Regions from separate parts of the Mus musculus genome. Here region 1 is linked to region 2. The links are chromatin contacts, called in public promoter capture Hi-C maps. All regions are on one chromosome and are shown on one strand. Each heading gives the region's core, a stretch centred on a gene start, on an enhancer-like site or on the middle of the called end of the contact. The rest is flanking DNA. Distances are from core to core; before and after follow the strand shown.

The links. Capture Hi-C pulls out chosen DNA fragments and counts their contacts.
Region 1: a promoter capture Hi-C map of adipose tissue shows a contact between it and region 2. The contact joins two enhancer-like sites. A contact is called at or near these places in 2 of 115 datasets of contacts at active chromatin or transcription factors (large pre-B cells and pancreatic cancer cells) and 4 of 9 other capture datasets (adipose tissue, embryonic stem cells, liver and 1 more).

Annotation. Positions count from the first base shown.
Region 1 is chr19:56,800,404-56,803,940 of GRCm38.p6, reverse strand. It overlaps Ccdc186 (coiled-coil domain containing 186), which reads left to right. Exons shown (of 16, transcript NM_170757.2): 7 at 1,952-2,056; 8 at 2,676-2,774; 9 at 2,942-3,028. Among named protein-coding and RNA genes, the nearest start is that of Ccdc186, 20 kb to the left of the region's middle. Within about 2 kb of position 2,065, at least 51 of the 459 cell types and tissues checked have an H3K27ac peak or open chromatin away from gene starts, as enhancers often do. A contact at or near this core is called in adipose tissue, where this site is marked.
Region 2 is chr19:56,484,321-56,487,789 of GRCm38.p6, reverse strand. Plekhs1 (pleckstrin homology domain containing, family S member 1) reads right to left here. Exons shown (of 13, transcript NM_001164263.1): 13 at 1,061-2,121. The coding sequence ends at 1,942. Among named protein-coding and RNA genes, the nearest start is that of Plekhs1, 24 kb to the right of the region's middle. Within about 2 kb of position 1,884, at least 57 of the 459 cell types and tissues checked have an H3K27ac peak or open chromatin away from gene starts, as enhancers often do. A contact at or near this core is called in adipose tissue, where this site is marked.

The DNA.
Region 1 (3,537 bases), core at 816-3,315, 320 kb before region 2:
TTTCTGCTCCTTAACTCCTGCCCCTAGCGTACTGAACATCCAAGCCTTTGTGTGCTTCCTTTGTTTATTTACCTCTAGCAGTAGACTGTCAGCTTCTCGGGGGTAGAGAGTTTGGTTTGCTTGCTCAGCTCTTTCCCTTGAGAATAGAACAGTGCCTATAAGGCTGCGGAGATGGTTCAGTGGGTCAGGGTGCTCGTACCAATGAGAACCTGAGGGCAAATTTCCAAAAACCCATGTCAAAACAGGGGTACTTGTGTGTCTGTGTGTGTGTGCTTATGCGCGCGCATGTGTACACACATGTGTGTGCATGCTTGTGTGTGTATGTGCATGCGTGTGTGTGTGTGTGTGTGTGTGTGTGTGTGTGTGTGTGTATTGAGATGGGGTCCTATACAGGAGAATCTCCAGAAATTTGTAGACTGACTAGCCTGGTGCTTGCATCGGCAACAAGGTGGAAGGTGTGGCCTGACAACTGAGGTCATCCGGTGAGCTCTGTAAGTGGTCAGCTGATAGGTAGAATATAGACAGTAAGCATCCTTAACCTGACACAATGGGATTTGTTTTCATTTATTCAAATGTTCAGTGTTATCTGGCACTCTCACTTGCTGGATTTAGGGTGTTGAAATGGACCAGAACTATATATGTCAGTTGTGTCTTAGTCACAGGAGTGAGGATGCAGAACCACGGTTGTTTATACTTTGTCTAAGGCTCTGTGGAAAAGTATTCTGGTTATTGTGTTGCTATATTTTAAGTGATACTGGCCCCTGACTATCAAAGACCAGTACCTCAAGGTAGATAAGTGCTAGTTATAAGATGTTTATTGTTAAAATGGCATATGGAGTAATGTGTGGAGCCTAGGTGCAGGGCAGATGTTGAAGAGACAAAGGCTACGCTGCCCAAGCATAAGAACAAAAGAGGGTCACTGAGCTGCCCAGAGCAGAGGCTGCTGCCTAGGCCTCACAGGAGCCCAAAGGATCTCCACAGGAGCAGCAGGTGTCAGTCATTACTTTCCTCATCGCTGTACCATAAGGAAGGGAAGTCTTTTTGACTCACAGTTTTGCACTAGAGCAGGAAAGGCATGACTGACAGTTTGAGGGCCTTGATCACGTTGCATCTGCAGTCAGGAAGCTGGGAGAGAGATCACCAGAGAGCAGGAAGCAAGCAAGGAATAATAAGGAAGATAGACTATACAAAAGAAAGTGTGTATGTTTTCAGTGGGAATTGGCAAGGGACAGTTGAAGAGTCAGGCAGTCAGGACTAGAGCAGGTGAGTGAAAAATAAGAATGAGGGAAAAGCAACAGGTTTTGATGAGGAAATCCCTAAAAATCCTGCATGAAGAATGCCATTTAGCAGTCTCAAAGCAGAGGCCATGTTCAGTAGTGTCGTTCAGTTAAAAGGGAGTTTCAAATGGATATCACAGCCACAGCCAGAGACTCTCTGCAATGTGCAAAGAACCGTAGAAGACTGCTTTTCTCAGTGCTGAAGTCATTTAGAGGACTCTGGGGAAGACTGCTGATTAACTTACTGTCCATCAGTCTCACTGTTAGCCATTTTCCCCGTCAGAAACAAGCAAACTGTTAGACTCCTGCTTAATCCCCTTAGTCTAGTGCTACAACAGTGTCCTAGTTAGGGTTTTCATTGCTGTGAAGAGACACTATGACCACAGCAGCTCTTATAAAGGAAAACATTTAATTGGGGACTACATCACTCAGTCCATTGTTGTCATGGTGGGAAGCATGGTGGACTTCAGGAAGACGTGGTGCTGTAGAAGGACTGAGAGAGTACATCTGGGTCCTTGGGTATCAGAAAGGGTGAGCTTTGAAACCTCAAAGCCCACCCACAAGGTCACACCTCCTTGTTGCTGTTACTGAACCCCACAAGCGGGGACCTCTTTGCTCTCACTGTCCTCCACCTCGCTGTGCCTGATGTTGTCTTTGTCGTGTTGTCATTGTAGGAAACCAAAGATAAACTCAAAGAAACAACTACAAAACTAACCCAGGCAAAGGAGGAAGCTGAGCAAATCCGGCAGAACTGTCAGGACATGATAAAGACCTATCAGGTAGGCTTCCTTGGTGAGAAGTCCGTTATCAGAGCTCTGTGCTCATGCACGTTCCAAGTCTGCCACTGTGCAGTGTACGTGCATTTCTGAAGCACTCAGTTAAAATACAGGTTAGTTCCTGTGCTGTAGTACCTGCAGTTCAAGTGGGGAGACGGTCTAGTGGGCAAGCATAAGAACCTGAGCGCCCACATAAAAGCTGAGTGTGGCAGTGTGAACCCCTAACCTTGGCTTTGTCAGGGTGAAGAGAGAGGTGGGTCCATGCAGCTCACTGGCCAGCCAGTCGAGCCAAGTCAATCAAATCAGCTCAAGTTATATGATATCCTGTCTCAAAAATAAAGTGAAGGGCACTTGAGGAAGAGGCTTGGTGTTAGCTCTGGCTTCCATGGGCACACCACATGACTCATCTTATCAGAGACTTTCCCTTCAAAACGTCGTAGAAAACACTGGATTATGTCATACACTCAAAGTGCACTGTTCCTGTTTCTGCTCTGTTAACACTTAAAGTCCTTCAATACTTTCTCCAGTTTTGGCTGCATAATCTATTGCACAGCTAGTAAACTTGATAGCAAAGCTTTGTTTATTTTCAAAGTAAAAGTGTTTTTCATTGTTTTTCCATTAGGAATCTGAAGAAATTAAGTCAAATGAGCTTGATGCAAAGCTCAGAGTTACAAAAGGAGAACTTGAAAAACAAATGCAAGAGAAATCTGACCAGCTGGAGGTGAGTTTAGTTCTTCCGCACTCTCTAATACATCCTGATTGGCTGGGCTGTGACTCAGGAAGAGGAGTGGTGCATTCGTGACTGTCCACAGATAAGGCCTTCTTAGGAAAACCAGGCAGGATACTGCTAGTGCGCCTGTGTCTCTCAGCGATCTGTGTCTCTTCCAGATGCATCATGCCAAAATAAAGGAGCTAGAAGATCTAAAGAGGACATTTAAGGAGGGCATGGATGAGCTACGGACATTGAGAACGAAGGTAAGCAGTTCCTCACTCCTAACTCAGGTGGGATGAACACTCTTAGTTTACTCTGCTTTTTAAGGTGTTCAGAAAGCAATGCTTAGAAATCTTTCAAAATAAAAGAACTTAGGAAAAGACTAGCATTTTCTTTAGCATTTGCACTGCCACTGACTCTTGCTGAGCTGAGGTTATGTTAGTCACTGGAAGTGCTTGCCATGCATCCTTGCTCATGGCACACTTCAGCATCTGCACCTGGAACATCTGGGCTTTGGAGCTAAGGACAGCAGAGCAGTTGGCAGAATGGGTGGACCTTACAGCACCCTTATGTCGTTGGCAGACCCAAAATACTCCTTCTGACTGTATTTAATAGTAGTTTCTAACAATGTTAGTGAATAATCTGTGGTCAGAGTAATCTCCCTCTTAGGACTTACACGCTGGCTCCACGTGCCAGTCGCTTATCTAGAAGTAGGGTTTTGTGCAGGCACCATGACTTGAGACCACAGCACAGTACCGAGTGTCTGCCATGT
Region 2 (3,469 bases), core at 635-3,134:
GGGTAGCAGAAGGAATGGGAATGGTGCAGTTCACTTTGATGAAATTGTATAACACAAGACACAACCTTTGCCAAGACTGGCCTGATGGCTTTTCCAGCCACCTCTCAGTAGGCTCTTGGGTTGTACTCTTATCTCAATGACAGATAAAGACAAACATCTCCATTCCTAGGTCTGGAGTTGTCCTGCTGTAACCACAGCAAAGAACTGCCATTGAGCCACAGGGTGTGTAGCTGCTTCCAGCTCTAGGAAAGGCGTGGCACAGAGGAAGTGAGATCAGACAGACTCTGAGGAACAGCACAGAGAATGGTGAAATGGTGGGCTTCTCCTGTCCATCTCAGTCACCAGCAACACATACCTAAGCCCAGTCAAGAAGGTTCCGTCCTCCAGGAGAGGTTGTGTTGCTCTCCACAGAGGAGGAAGCAAGGGGAGAAACAGAGCTGTTTTCCTCAGGCCCCGCTCTCTGTTGGAGGTGGGTGGAGCGATGATCATTTGCTTCCTTCAGCATTGCTGAAAACTAACTTGGTCCTCTTCAAGGAGCACAAGTTCTCCACTGAGCCCCTGGGATGATTCGACCAAGGAACTGTGTTCCTTGGTCAAATCCCTCAGGAGTGCATTAGGATACAGATTCCAGACGCCTACACCAGAGCTGCCATATTGGAATTTTGGGTTGGAAGTTTGCCCAGCAATTTTGTTTTGATAAGCAGACATTTTGAATAGGAGAAGCACCCAGAGCGTGGTCCTGACATCAAGACCTCCCCCTTCTCATTCTGTGGCAGGAGGGAGGGTCTCGGCTTGAGGGAGGGTGGCAGGCTGATCACGTGCTGGGAAGGACCTACAGTCATGTTTATCTGTCTCAACGATGCTGTGAGTGGGTGGATAGTCAACTCTAGGTCCTTAGATTCCTCCTTGCCTCCCTGAAGGCACATAGAGAGCAGGGGATACGTGGATTTCAGAGTCCATGAATCCACGTCCACAGCTGGATTCCAGCAGTTTTGCCTTGATGGTTATTTATTTATTAATTTCCTCACCAAAGTGGCTTGATTTCTTATTTATGAGATTTGAAACAGTTGTACATGGCACTTTATTTATTTCCATGGTTTATGTACACATGCACATTTCACACTGGCAATAATCTAGATAACAGAACACGTACTGAATGTCTCCTCTGCGAGCCAAAGGTCTTTACTAAGCTAAACCCACACACAAGGCAAAGGCCAGGGAAATGTTCTTTCTAAAGCTGATACCAGATTTGTGGTTCTGTTCCCCGAACCGCTCAGAACTCAAGAGTCATGAAGATCGAGTATCACTATCTTCCAAAGCCTTCATTTCTTCCCCCTGAAAGGACAGCCTGCTAAGATGCATTTTCTAAATCCCCCTTCGCACCAACAGTCCCCAAGCTGATTAGTGTTCAGCTCACTGCCTCTCTCTCATTCCTGATTACTGAAAGGCCTTTGATTCTTTTGGCTTTGCAGAATTGATTTGGCAATAAACCAATCAATTAAGAGTGTCCAAACATAGTTTCCTATTTATTTTTAGAGCAAGCACATCTTGGCTGGATACAGCTCCAAACTTCCTCAGCTTCCCACTCCTGGGTTGCTGAGCCACAGGAAGTGTCTGGGAGGGTTGCGACACACGTTCACTCTCTTGCATCCCTGAAATGATATGGCTAACGAAGAGCCAGCTGTGTGGACTGTGACCTCGGAAGCACACAGCTATTAATTAGACCAGGGATTTACTGAATGATGTCTGCCGTGTCTGGGGCAGAATCTCAGATAATCAGCCCTTCCGTTTTAACTCTACTCCTTAGTCATTATTTCATGTGGGGCCAGTGGCCCCACTGTTAATTCAGTGGTGACTCAGAGACAGATGCAGCCTTGTCTCCAGTCACACGGCTGTGTGTGGCCCAGGTTCCATCCTTCTGTGTCCTGGGCCTGCAGTAGCCTACTCCCCAGCAGCTTCCTTCTGACTCTTTTTGATGGCAGGGCTCCTCTTTGGTGTCCTCTCCAGTTCTGGCAAATCCCGCTGGACAGACTCAGCCAACTGGTGTCTTAAGGAGCATGCACAGGGGGAAGCGTGGAGCTTCTCTGAGTTTGGGATCCGGCCAATGGAGAGTTTCACTTTCTAAGACAAACCGCCGGAAATAATTAAATGACCAAAGAGTATCTTCAGACTCCCCAGCTCTCAACCAGCCATCAACTATACCCCTTGTGTCTCTCTCTTACCCTCTTGGCTCTCTTGCCTCTCTCTTGCCTCCTTGTGCCCCCTCTCTCCCCATTCCCGTACCTCCTCTCTCCATGTGGCCATGGCTGACTTCTATGGTAAGCCTCTAATCTCTCCTTCTCTCTGCCTTTCTCTGCCTCTGTGACCCTCTTAACTCCCCTTCCCATGCCCTAAATAAAATCTATTCTATACTATACTTGTGTGTGTCTTCCCCTTAGGGGGAAGGGATGCCTTGGCATGGGCCCGCTGAGGCACCCCCTTCCCCCACACCCCGCCAGAGCATATTCTTACAGCTCTTTCTCTTTTGATGATCACAACCCCTTGCGTCTGTTCTTGAAGGAAACCCTACGATGCGCTGCAACGAGCCAAGGGCAGCCGCAGATGATCTGTGCGTTCAAGTGGAACTTGGACTTTTATTTTCTGACATCTGCTGGCCTAAGCTTCTAGGCAGGCTCTAAAATGTGATGACAGCCCACTGTGCTGGCTAGTATTATGTTAGCTTGACACAAGGCAGAGTTATTTGGGAAGTCAGAACCTCAACTAGAAAATGTCCCCTCTAGATCGGCTGGAGGATACGTTTAATTGATAACTGACATGAACGAGCCCAGCTCACTGTGAATAGTGCCATCCCAGGGTGAATGGTCCTGGTGCCATTACATTATTTAAGCAGAACAGGTTAACTACTAAGAGCAGCTTTGCAAACAGCACTCCTCCATGGCCTCCCAGTCACTCCCTGCCCTAATTTCCTTTGGTGATGGGCGATGGTGTGGAAGTATATGAGACATTAACCCTTAGTTCCCCAAGTTGTTTTCTTATAGGAATAGAAGTCTAAGATAGCCACAGCTGCTCCAAAAAAACATCAAAGGGCCCCTGCAACCCTGTCCATCCAAAGGAGACCGCCATATGGGAGAGGGCCAGACAAAGGCAGAAGGAAGAACACACACCATCTCCTCTGCCTCTAAAATGTTGTCATGCTTTCTTCTTGCTCTCTCCAGCCCATCCCTATGCCTGCCTTCCGTCTCTCTTCACTGTGGCCCAACAGATGTGGCTGGCTCAGGCATGTCAGCCACAGGAGATGCCTGCCATTGCTTCCACAGGTCCCTTTCCAACATTTTTTTTTCTTTTCCCAAGAACCACATGTTCGAATTTTAAAAGAGAATTGGCTATCTACTTTTACATAAACAAAGAAAGCCAGGAGTAGGGGAGAGAGCTGAATTTTCTGATCCTCTAGAACAGTGGCTCTCGGGCT